Linked DNA regions of Sus scrofa: region 1 is linked to region 2. Evidence: chromatin contacts called from public Hi-C data. All regions are on one chromosome and are shown on one strand. Each heading gives the region's core, a stretch centred on a gene start, on an enhancer-like site or on the middle of the called end of the contact. The rest is flanking DNA. Distances are from core to core; before and after follow the strand shown. Region 1 holds the start of TSKS (testis-specific serine kinase substrate). Region 2 holds the start of MED25 (mediator of RNA polymerase II transcription subunit 25).

Evidence for each region. A called contact is a pair of places that touch in the nucleus more often than the background predicts.
Region 1: a contact with region 2 is called in a Hi-C map of liver, with 6 times the contacts expected there. The contact joins the promoter of TSKS here to the promoter of MED25 in region 2. A contact is called at or near these places in 5 of 47 Hi-C or Micro-C datasets (epiblast stem cells, heart right ventricle, liver and 1 more) and 2 of 2 datasets of contacts at active chromatin or transcription factors (alveolar macrophages and skeletal muscle).

Annotation. Positions count from the first base shown.
Region 1 is chr6:54,783,762-54,790,298 of Sscrofa11.1, forward strand. TSKS (testis-specific serine kinase substrate) reads right to left here and starts at 1,450. Exons shown (of 11, transcript XM_021094752.1): 1 at 947-1,450. AP2A1 (AP-2 complex subunit alpha-1) reads left to right here and starts at 2,776. Exons shown (of 23, transcript XM_021094760.1): 1 at 2,776-3,004. The coding sequence starts at 2,938.
Region 2 is chr6:54,833,004-54,838,947 of Sscrofa11.1, forward strand. It overlaps MED25 (mediator of RNA polymerase II transcription subunit 25), which reads left to right and starts at 1,300. Exons shown (of 19, transcript XM_003127336.5): 1 at 1,300-1,511; 2 at 1,605-1,650; 3 at 2,009-2,133. The coding sequence starts at 1,378.

The DNA of each region.
Region 1 (6,537 bases), core at 200-2,699, 49 kb before region 2:
ATTAAGGATGTGAAGAGGGTGGCTTTGTCTTCTTCCTTAGGAACAGAATTTTCCTGTTCTTTGGACTCTAGTTCCTTTTTTTTTTTTTTTTTTTGTTTTTTTGTTTTTTTGTCTTTTCTAGGGCCGCTTCCCACGGCATATGGAGGTTCCCAGGCTAGGGGTCTAATCAGAGCTGTAGCCACCGGCCTACGCCACAGCCACAGCCATGCAGGATCCGAGCTGCGTCTGCCATCTACACCACAGGTCACGGCAACGCCAGATCCTTAACCCACTGAGCAAGGCCAGGGATCGAACCCGCAACCTCATGGTTCCTCTTCTTCAGACTCTGGATGTCTCTCTTACCATTCCTCAAAAAGCAGACCAGTTCCAACCCCATTATTTAAAGGTGTTATCCTCAGGTAGAAACTTCTTCCTCCCTCATAATGAAAGGACTCCTCCAGTCCCTTGTGATGCATCTTCCCTAAAAAGAAATTTTCCCAACTCCTAGTCCAAGAATTTGTTGTTGCTTTTTTTCTCTCTTGGTCTTTTTAGGGCCACACCCTCGGCTTATGGAAGTTCCCAGGTTAGGAGTCAAATCAGAGCTGTAGCTGCCGGCCTGTGCCACAGCCACTGCCACACCAGATCTGAGCCATGTCTGTGACCTACACCACAGCTCATGGCAACACTGGATCCTTAACCCACTGAATGGGACCAGGGCTGGACCCCACATCCTCATGGATACTAATCAGTTTCATTACCGCTGAGCTGCAATGGGAACTCCTTGTTGCTGTTTTTAATGTTCTTTAAAGGCAGACAGCACCCCCGCCACACGCACCCCACACGCCCATATTAGGAATGGACTGTCCTTGCTCACTGAAACATCTGAGCAATATTTGTCCTCCTAGAATCCAGAATAGACTTTCCCAAGCCCCATTCCTGGAAACCCGAATGGCCAGATCCACCGAACCTGGAAGGTGGGCTCTTCTCGCTCTCCCCATCCCCCCAGGATTCAGAGTGGATGTTCCCAGCATGCAGGACTCTCTCCCAAGGCTCATTCCAAGAATACTCGAGTTCTGAGGTTGGAAGAGGCTGGCAGGGCTGAGTTCCTCGAGGTGACAGAATGGACTCTTCCAGTTCCCTTTGCCCCAAATTTCTCAATAGCCCAGGGTGTTAGAGTTCCGGGAGGCTTTGCCTTCCCAAAAGCCTGTCAACCAAAGAAAGTCTCCGGGGCGCCAAGGGGTGGTGGTTGGGCCAAACATAGCAGATCCCCCCATTCCTTTTAGCAACGTTCGTCAGTCCCCTTCTGGTTGAGGAGCTCCAAGTTTGGTGGAGAGACTCACAGTTTTGATTTGGTGTGTTTACTGGTGGTGTGGTTGCAAAGAAAAGAAAAAAGGCATTGCATAATTGGAAAACAGTTAAATGTCAGAGTTCCCACTGTGGCTCAGCAGGTTACGAACACAACTATTGGAGTTCCCATCGTGGCGCAGCGGAAACGAATCCGATTAGGAACCATAAGGTTGCAGGTTCGATTCCTGGCTTTGCTCAGGGGGTTAAGGATCCGGTGTTGCCGTGAGCTGTGGTGTAGGCTGCAGATGCGTTCAGCTCTGACATTGCTGCGGCTGTGGTGTAGGCTGGCAGCTGTAGCTCTGATTCGACCCCTAGCCTGGGAACCTCCATATGCTGCCAGTGCGGCTCTAAACACACACACACACACACACACACACAACACAACTAGTATCCGTGAGGATGCAGGTTCCATCCCTGGCCTCGCTCAGTGGGTTAAGGATCTGGCATTGCTGGGAACTGTGGTGTAGGTCACAGAGGGCCCCTGGATCCTCCATCACTGTGGTGTAGGCTGGCAGCTCCAGCTCTGAATCCACCCCTAGCCTAGGAACTTCCCTATGCCACAAGTGCGGCCCTAAAAAGCAAAACAAGTGGTTAAATGCCAAAATATACTTTAAACCCAGGCTCTGCCGTTTCTGAGCTGTGTGACCTTGGGCAAGTCATTCAACCTCTCTGGACCTCAGTTTTAACCTCTGCTTAATGCGACTAGACTTGAATTAGTGTTTCCTCCGCTCTGAGACACTCGGTCTCCGGACAAATTAGGTCCCAACATCTTGGCCGCTAGACAAGGGGTAAGGAACGTCTTCCGGGAAGATTTAAGGAGTAATGCGTGGTGAAGAGTAGGGAGAAAGAGGATCAGAACGACGCTTGCGCAGTAAACACCTCACGCTCTCCTGCCCCTCCCAACCCCTTCTCTGCAGCAGGGAATTGCAGGCGCTGCTCCACCTATCCCAGCCCAGCTGAGCGACAACCCCCGTTCTCCTTCGTTCTCTACGGATCGTGGCTCTCCTCCCGCCCCCATAACAGCCCAATCGGGGGGGGAGTAGGACAGGTCGGGCAAATCCCCAACGCCTGCGGGGGCGATCTGCCCATCTATTGGCCTCAGTCACCACAAGTCCCGCCTCCTCAAGCCCGCTCCCCCCGCCCTCCCTCACGTCAATCCCTCCCTTCTAGGAGAGCGACCGGATCCAATCAGTATTGGCCCCGGCCGCGCGGAGGGGGCGGTCCAACTGTACGTAACCTAACTCCGCCCGTCTCTCGAGCAACGCCCCGACCCCGCTCTCCCGAACGGAAATACGGGGGTGCTGGACCAATCGTAACGGCGTACCTTTGTCCTGCCACCAATGAGAGAGGGAGTGGGGATGAACCCGCGCCTGAACGGCAGTAATTCGAGCCAATGGGCAGCTGAGAGCTCAGGATGGCGGCTGGGAGGGGAGGGACCGGGGGCGGAGACGCGGCCTGCCTGCCCGCCCGCCCGCCCGCCAGCCCGCCCTCCCCCTTGGCCGGCTAGGCTCCTCGGCGCTGCTTGGGGTCCTTTCCTTCAGGTCCCCGCCTGCCAGCCCCCGCTGCGCTGTGCCCTGCCCGGCCAGGCCTGGAGCCGACACCACCGCCATCATGCCGGCCGTGTCCAAGGGCGATGGGATGCGGGGGCTCGCGGTGTTCATCTCCGACATCCGGAACTGTGAGAGCGCGGCCGGGGGACCCTGGGCGGGGGAAGCGTGGAATTGAGGGGCTCGGGGGTTACAGAAGGGCCTAGGGGATAGAAGTCCATTGGGGTCGTAGAGTGAGAGGATAGAGAGGCCGCGGGGGGAACTTTAGGGTGGGGGTAATGGAGGGTCTTAGAGTGTCTTACTGTGCCTCTTCAGGTGACGACACGGAGTGGCTAGAGGCGTCCGGGAGGGTCTTAATGAAAAGGACGCTAGTAAAGTCCCGGAGATGGGGCGTAGAGGCGTCCCCTGGGGATGAAAGAAAGCTAGGAGATCGCATTAGCCATGGGGTCAGAGAAATCCCTGATGTAGACAGAAAAGAAAGGAGGTGCATGGCTGGGTGGTTGGGGGTACCCTGTGGAGCGATAGAGTGGGAGGGGGCCAGTGGGAACGGGGAGACCTGAAACACAGGAAGCCAGGCTTGAGAGCTTGGGTGAGGGGGTGTCATAGAGGGGAAGGGGCTAGATAGGTCACCGAGGTGCCCAGCTCGTTTATAGTTTATAGAGAGGACTTTAGAGTGATAGAAAGTCCCAGGGGTTTGGGGAGGAGGGATGGGAAGGTGGGGGACTATAGCGGGACCCTGGTGAGGGATAGAGGGGCTCCAGGATGGAAGATTTCTTAGGAAACACGGAGGTCAATGGAGAAGGAACAAGAGGGGTTACTTCGAGGCGCTTCCTGCAGGTGGAGTCTTTGGAGAGCCTGAGACAGGGGCCTGGGGGGCTTGGAAAGGAGAGGATATTACAATGTGGGGGCTTAGAGGATGTGCCAGAAGCAGGAGAACCCCTATTTCAAAGAAGGGGTTAGGGGCCTTAGGAATTTGTGAGGAAGAGATCTGGGAAGTGGGGGATGGAGGAAGCCTGGTCCCAGAGCAGGGTCATGGGTCAGGGAGCAGGACAGGCCTGAATCTGGAGCCCTCTCCCATCTGACCACATCAATACGGGGACAGTGATCACCAGCAGGAAGGATGGTCGTGACTATGGGAGGCCTGGTGCCAAGTCAGCGCCCAGCTCCTGGGAGCGGGTGTTGGCGTTTAGAGCTGCCAAGAGCTTCAGAGGCTGTATCCGCACGGGCTCTGGGGTCAGCCAGGCTTGAGTTGGTGTCGGAGCGCTGACGCTTCCTAGCCCTGTGACCTTGAATTGAGGGACTCTGTTTCCTCCTCTGTCAGGAGGGACTGCTGATGGCACCTTCCTGATGAGGCTGTTGTGACGCCATATGTGAGTGAGGCCTTTTCACACATCCCAGGCTCTAGATAGATCTTGGCTTTTCTTCTGGTTATTTGGCTGGATCTGAGGAGTGGCCTCTGCTGGGTGTCCAGTGATGATTTGAGAGTTTAGTAGGTATGGAAGGATCTGGCACATAGTAGGTGCTCAGTAAACAGGAGGTGTGGAAACTGGTATCAGGTGGCAGAGAGACAGGCAGGGGTGTTATGAAAGGGGCGGAGCTTTGAGGGGTTGGGGGTTGGGGGGGCAGTTGTTAGGAGCCCAGTATATTGCCTCTGAGAGCTACCCTGTGACCCTTGGCAAGTTATTCAGCCTCTGGGAAGCTGTTTTCTTGTTGTGCCGACTCCATTGATAAAAGCATCCTGCCTCTGAAGGTTCATTCATTCATTTGACACACGCTTTTTGATCACTCGGGGTGCCAGACAGTGTTCCGGGGTGGGGGTGGGGGGGCTTCAAGAGTGCACAAAGCTTCCTGCCCCTGGGAGCACCCATGCCATGAGGGAGGTAAAAAATAGAGAACCACAGTGTCAGCTGATGACTAGAGCTGTGACAAAAAATAGGGAAGGGGAGTGGGGGAAGGGGGCCAGGACCTCAAGGGAGTGAGCCCTGCAAATTCTGGAGGAAAGAGGGGTCCCAGCAGGGAACCGGTGCATTCAAAGGTCCTGAGGTTGTGGCACACTTGGCGTGTGTTCAAATTAGAGCAGGGGGCTGGCGTGGCGAGAGAGGGAGGGAGGTTGGGCGGAAGGTAAGGGCAGAGGAGGGACAGGGAGCAGATGCTTTGTGTGCCATGGTGAGCGCTTTGGAGCACAGGAGGCGCAGATGCTGCTTGATGTTTGAAAGTAGTTCCTCTGGCTGCTGTGATGAGAAGAGACCCCAGAGGCAGGAGCGGAAGCAGGGAAGTTTTTAGGGGCCTGCACCGCAGCAATGATGTTGGTTTGACTGGGGCAAGAAGGACATGGTGAGAGGTGGTTGGGGTGGGGATCCATTTTGAAGGATCTGCAAAGGGACTGGATGATGGGGGTGGGGAAGGAAAGAGAAGACAAAGGGGTGTCCCTGCAGGACCCCAGAGGGAAGCCCTAGGACAGAGGGGACAGTCGGAGTCCAGGCTCCCACTTGGGGACAGTGGATATAGTTTAGCCAAATGAATCAGGCAGGGTTGGAGAATCAGAACGCCCCCTTGTCCCTGGTTGTCTCGTCAAGCGTACGTTGAATGGCTGGTAGGTTTCAAGTCTTATCATGGGTGCTGGAAACACAGTGGTAAATAGGACAGACTCGTCTGTACCCCCGTGAAACTCTCAGGCCCTCAGTGAGACAGGTAGTGTGTAAAAATCACAGCTGTCCAGCTCCCAAGCACTTGTGTACAGAGGTTCAGTCAGCGCTGTTTGTAAAAGCCAAAGACAGAAGCAAACCCACGTGTCCATCCGTGGATGGGTGGAGAAACACAGCATGTCCACACCCACACACACACGGTGGAATAGTATTCAGCCGGAATAGTATTCAGCCGTTCAAATGGATGAAAGTGCTGCAGACAAACCTCCTCAAACCCATCTTTCAAACGAAAGAAGCCAGACTCAAAGGACTCCATGTGGTAGGATCCCATTTGTATGAAATGTTCAGAATCGCCAAACCCATGGAAACTGAAAGTAGACGTGTCGGTGCCTGGGGCCAGGGGGTGGTGGAATGTGGAGCGACTGCTAATGAGAACAGGGTTCTTCGGGGGGGGTGCAGTGAGAATGTTCTGGAATTAGATTGGTGATAGCTGAGCAGCGTTGTGGCTCTACTACAGACCACCGAATGGCCTAGTGAGTGGGGAGCTGTGTGGTATGTGGGTTCTATATCAAATTTAAAACATGTCTTTTAGCTTATCGTTGATTGATGGCCTTGTGTCCGTTTCTGCTGTAGAACAGAGCGACCCAGCCGTACATGTGCATAGCGTCCCTTTCTCCTATTCTCTTCCTTCGTGGTCTCTCCCGAGATCAGATTTTTCTTTTGATTGAAGCGTAATTGGTTTACAATATCGTGTTAGTTTCAGGTGTACAGCAGAGTGATTCAGCCATTTATATATATGTGTGTGCAGGAGTCCCCGTCGTGGCGCAGCCGAAACAGATCCGACTAGTATCCATGAGGACGCAGGTTCGATCCCTGGCCTCGCTCAGTGGGTTAAGGATCCGGCTTTGCCGCGAGCTGTGGTGCAGGCTGCAGACGCGACTTGGATCCTGTGTGGCTGTGGCTGTGGCTGTGGCTGTGGTGTAGGCCGGTGGCTACAGCTCTGATTCAGTCCCTAGCCT
Region 2 (5,944 bases), core at 50-2,549:
GCAGAGACATATGGAAGTTTCCAGGCCAGGGATTGAACCCCTACCACAGCAGCGACCCCAGCTGCTGCAATGACAACAGGGGGTCCTTAACCCGCTGCACCACAGGGGAACTCCAGTATTATTTAATCGAAGATGAGTGGCTTTCAGAGATTTACTCCCTTTTTCTTTTTTTTTTTCTTTTTAGCACCCCCCCCATATGGAAGTTTCCAGGCTAGGGGTCCTATATGAGCTGTAGTCACCAGCCTACTCCACAGCAACTCAGGATCTGCGCTGCATCTTTGACCTACAAGCTCATGGCAAAGCCGACTGTTAGCCCACTGAGTGAGACCAGGGATCGAAAGCACATCCTCATGGATACTAGTGGGGTTTGTTAACCACTGAGCCACGAGGAGAAGTCCATTACTCGATATTTTAAAATAGGTTTTGTGGGTGGGAAAAGCCTGCAATATTTTCCTTCCCCACCTAAAAAAAGTATTATTTTCCTAAGTTTCTATTAATTAGTAAAATGTATCTGTGTAGTAAATTTCTGTCAACACTTAAGTTCCAACGACTTTCCCGGTTTATAGATCGTTTTCAACTTGGTTTATGGAGTCTTTTGCGGAGAAACAGATCTGTATTTTACGTTTTCTGGCTTTGCTGCAATGATAAACTCTTTTTTCCAGTCTTCAAGATTATACAGTGTTATGGTTTCATTTGCATTTTTAATCCACCTGGAACGTATTTCAGATCTAGGCCGGTTTCTGGCCTCTCGCCCAGAAAACAACTATCAGGTGTTACTTAGCAACCACCACTGGGGTTGGAGTGAGCCGTCTCTTCAGGGAAAAAAAACAGCTGCACTCTCTCCAGAGTCGATTGCCCCTTTAAAGCGTTGCCTAGTAACCCTGTTTCAGACTAGGTGATTGGACCCTGCACACGACCCACCCCCCCCTCCCGGTTCCCTGGGAGCCAGAAAGAATTTAGCTGAAAACCTAATCTCTGTCAGAAAACCAGGGCAGCGTGCGCGTTGCATGGCAACTAGATCTTCCGACCCTCCCAGTGAAACTAGTGTCGGAAGAGCCGCCCCGCTCAAAGATGGCGGCCGAAGCGCCGCTCTCAATATATTTCGTTCTCTACGTCCTGCCAATAATTAATCTTTACACCAGGCCCCCGAAGGGGTTCTCTAGGTCCTTTTGGAGGCTTGCACAAGGTTGGTACGAAGGAGGATGGAGATCAACCGACGCGCCCTGAGTGCCCCGCACAAACATGGCCGCAGGCGCGGCGTCAGGGGCGCGAGGCCGTCCGGCGCAGGCGCGGGCGCGGCGCAGGCGCACTTGCGCTCATCCCGCGGTGGCGGAGACGGCGACGGCGGCAACGGCAGCGGCGGCTGGGGCGCGGGGCATGGTACTCGGGTCGGAGGGCCCGGCGCGCGCCGGGGGCCTCGTAGCTGACGTGGTGTTTGTGATTGAGGGCACAGCTAACCTGGGGCCCTACTTCGAGGGGCTTCGAAAGCACTACCTGCTCCCCGCCATCGAGTGAGTGAGGTTTCCGCGACTCCAACCCCGCCCTCCGACTTTAGTTTTCCAGTCTCTTGCCTCACCCCGACTTTTCACCCCCGACCCTCACAGGTATTTTAATGGTGGTCCTCCTGCGGAGACCGACTTCGGGGGAGACGTGAGTCTTGGGACTCTTGAAGGTCGAGGGAGAGGGAAGCTGGGAGTCCCTACTACTGGGTCTCGGGGGAGGGGCTGGGGTCCGGGCTCTGAGTCCGGGAGGAGGGGGCTGGAGCTGAGGAAGAAGGAGCGGGGCGGGGGGTGGTTCCAGACTCCTGAGTCGTGCGGGAGGGTTGGGGTCCGGACTTCTGGGTCCCAGGGAGAAGGGCCTGGGGGCTTGGACTCCTGGATCCGAGGGAGGAGAGGCTCGGGTGCGGACTCCTGGGTTCGAGGGAGGAGGGAGCTGGGAGCTCCCACTTCTCTGAGAGAAAAGACAGCTGAGGTCCCAGATGAAAAGTTCTTCTGTCCTCCTCTGCCAGTATGGGGGGACCCAATACAGCCTCGTGGTGTTCAACACGGTGGACTGCGCTCCGGAGTCCTACGTACAATGTCACGCTCCTACCAGCAGCGCCTATGAGTTTGTCACCTGGCTGGATGGCATTAAGTGAGCTCTTTTCCGGGCTTTGGGGTGGGTTGGGGGACCCTGGGAGGGACCTGGGTTTGAGCTGTAGGATCCATTCCCTCACATTGGGAAGCTAACAAGGACTGTGATTGGGATTGTGGTTTTGTCCTAAGTCACTTGTGTGCCCGGTTCTGTGTGCTCAGCGGTGATGCCATCTGGTTTGGAAGCGGAAGGAACTCTAGCACCCAGGCCCTACTCTCCGTGCGATTTCCCCCCTTTTTGTTTGTGTTTCATTTCTCCCGTGGCTTCCTTTTTCAGCTGAGCGCAGTGAAGCCTGATTGAAAGGGGGTGGGGTTGGGCTAGGCATCTTGTGCTTTGGAGCAGGTTTTGATAAGTTTGCATTGCAAACTCTTGCAGGTGCAGACAGCCTGGGGCCACCGCATGGCTATACCCCAACAGAACTCCCAGACCCAGGAGTCCTGGTTCTCTCTGTGTTTAACATAATTTATCTCTAAAAGGGGAATGTTGATAGTTCTTACAGCTATTGTATTCCTTCTCTCCTGTTGGGCGACAGATTGAAATTTAGCTGCTTAAAAACAAGGCCCTGAAAAGCAAAACAAACCGAAAAAGAGTTCCTGCTGTGGCTCAGGCAGGTTAAGGATCCAGCTTGTCTCTGTGGTGGCGAGGGTTTGATCCAGCTTGTCTCTGTGGTGGCCCAGTGCCGTGGGTTAAGGATCTGGCATTGGCTCTGACCACGGTGGTGTAGGTCGCAGCCGTGGCTCAGATTTGTTCCCTGGTCTAGGAACATGGGTGCAGCCAAAAAGAGAAAGAAAAAAGGGCAACACAAATAGTTATTATCTCATGTGGTCTCTGTAAGTAAGGGATTCAGGAGGGGCTTTGATGGATGCCTCTGGCTCAGGGTCTCTCTTGAGATTTCAGTCACCATGAGCTGCAGTCACCAGTCATTTGGCAGTTTGATTGGGACTGATGTATCCGTTTCCTAAGTGGCTCACCCAAAGGCTGTTGGCTGGAGGCCTCCACTCCTTGCCGGCTGGTAGCCACAGGGCATCTCCATGGGGCTGCTTGCGTGTCCTCCCAATGTGGCAGCCGGCTTTCCTCAGCCCGAGCATCCCTTGCAAGTTCCACAGCAGCAGCTCTCATTCAGCTCCGTCCTGTTCCGCGTGTGAGGGGGTGGGACTCCCATGAGCTGAGGATCATTGAGGACCTCGTGAGAACTTTGTAGGGTTACCTTGTGAATTAAGCAAATGAGTTGCTGACGATTTAAAACAGTGCCTGATGTATGAAGTGCTGCCTAAGCTTTTGCTGTTAGCTCGGGTTTCGGCGTTCCGTTTCTTGGTTTGCAGTTGGATAACAGTAGTCTGTGTTTCAGCACTCTTGGGGCGGGGGGCGGGGGGTCCCAGGAGCTCATCTTCTTACTGTGTTCAGCTCAGGGTCTGGTCAGAGTTCATTAACCCGTGCTGGTTTGTGGTGTAGGCTGGCAGCTGCAGCTTATACTCGACCCCTGGCCTGGGACTTCCATACGCCACAGGTGCGGCCCTAAAAAAAGGAAAAGAAAAAAACAGTGTCAGTTCACAGGCTGCTGTTAATCTTCATACATCCCCGCAGCGAATGTGGTTGAAGGCCTGCTTTGCTGCAGGCTGTGTGCAGGACTGGGGGCTGCGCCTTCGATGGAAACTTGACAGGTTTCCCCGTGTGGTCAGGGAGAACAGGATTTCTCAACCTCGGCTCTGTTGACCCTTTGAACCGAATGATTCTTTGTGGTGGGGGGGCCATCTCATGCCTCTTGAGGTGTTCAGTAACTGGCCTCTACCCACCAGATGCCGGTGGCTGCTTCCCTTTCAAGTGTGACAAACAGAAATGTCTCCAGACATTGTCAAACGTCCCCTTGGGGCAAAATCCACGCCAATCGAGCCCCACCGGGAGAGGTGGTGGGAAGATGTGAATGGTAAATGGGGGCTCCTTGAGGCCCACGTCCAAGTCTGACGTCTCTCAAGTCTCTAGCACCCAGTGCAAGGCCTGGCACAGGGGAGGCCAAAGGAAAGCTTTGCTGAACAAGCGAGTAAAGGAATGAAGGCCCAGCATGCACTTCATCCTCTGCTTCTCCCTGGCAGACTCCTATATAAACATCATGCCCCAACTCACATGTCCTTTCCATGATTTTGGCAAGCAGCCATTTGTGCCCTTCTCTGCCCCCGTTGCTCCTGGGTGTTGCCCTGCCACAGCCCATACCTCTGGACTGTGAATGTCTAGGACTGGCTCTTGGTCCTACCATTCGCTTCTAGCTGGAGCCTAGCACCCACGAGGCCTCAGGAGATCTTTGCTGAATAAACGAAAGAGTGAAAGCAATGGCAAAGATAATCTCCAGGAAACGAAACCTGGCGGGTATCAGGAAAGGCAGACAGACCCCCTTATTTAAAAAGAAAAATCAGGGGAGTTCCCGTCGTGGCGCAGTGGTTAACAAATCCGACTAGGAACCATGAGGTTGCGGGTTCGGTCCCTGCCCTTGCTCAGTGGGTTAAGGATCCGGCGTTGCCGTGAGCTGTGGTGTAGGTTGCAGACGCGGCTCGGATCCCGCGTTGCTGTGGCTCTGGCGTAGGCTGGTGGCTACAGCTCCGATTCGACCCCTAGCCTGGGAACCTCCATATGCCGTGGGAGCGGCCCAAGAAATAGCAACAACAACAAAAAGACAAAAAAAAAAAAAAAAAAAAAAGATTCACAGTTGTCATTGTTTTGTCAGGTCCTATGTAACCATCTGAGTTCAGTTTCTGTGACTTTCTGGGTGAGTCTGTAACAAAGATCACAAAGTCACCGAGTTTCATTCACACTTGGAGAAATTGTATCTTCTTCGGGAATTTCCATCACTTAAGGAACAAAGCAGGTAGTGTGACTCTTGAAACGCCCTTGCTTTGCGAAGATTCATTCCCCCCCCTTTCATTTATTTATTTATTTATTGTCTTTTTGCCGTTTCTAGGGCCGCTTCTGCGGCATATGGAGGTTCCCAGGCTAGGGGTGGAATCGGAGCCGTAGCTGCCGGCCTACACCACAGCAACACGGAATCAGAGCCACGTCTGCGACCTACACCATAGCTCACGGCAACGCTGGATCCTTAACCCACTGCGCAAGGCCAGGGATCGAACCCACAACCTCGTGGTTCTTAGTCGGATTCGTTAACTACTGAGCCACGACGGGAACTCCTTTCCTTGCTTTTTAAAGCCAAACCCGAGGCATATGGAGGTTCCCAGGCTGGCGTCAAATTGGAGCTGTAGCCACCAGCCACCGCCACAGCTCACGGCAACACTAGATCCTTAACCCGCTGAGCGAGGCCAGCGATTGAGCCCACGTCCTCATGGATCCTAGTCTGGTTTGTTAACTGCTGAGCCACAGCAGGAACACGTTTGTTCATTTTGACTAGTCTCTCTGGGGGGCCTCTGAAAGTGGGTGGTGAGGACTCAGCTGTGACATCTGGTGGGGCAAACAGGGGGCATGAGCATGAGGAAGCAGTGAGAGGCAGAGCCCACCTCTGTCCCCAGGGTGCCTGCCTGCCTGCCTTCCTTTCTTTCTTTTTTTCTCTTTGTCTTTTTAGGGCCGCACCCGCGGCATATGGAGGTTCCCAGGCTAGGGGTCCAATCAACTGTAGCCGCCAGCCTACACCACAGCCACAGCAACGCCAGATCCTGAACCCCCCAGGACCAGGGATTGAACCCACGTCTTCTTGGATTCCAGTCGGGTACATTTCCACTAAGTCATCTGACTTTGTTTGTAATTTGAGGGGTTTGTTTGAAACCTTGTGCTATGCAGAACGTGTTTTGCAACTGAACATGTCTTTCTCCTG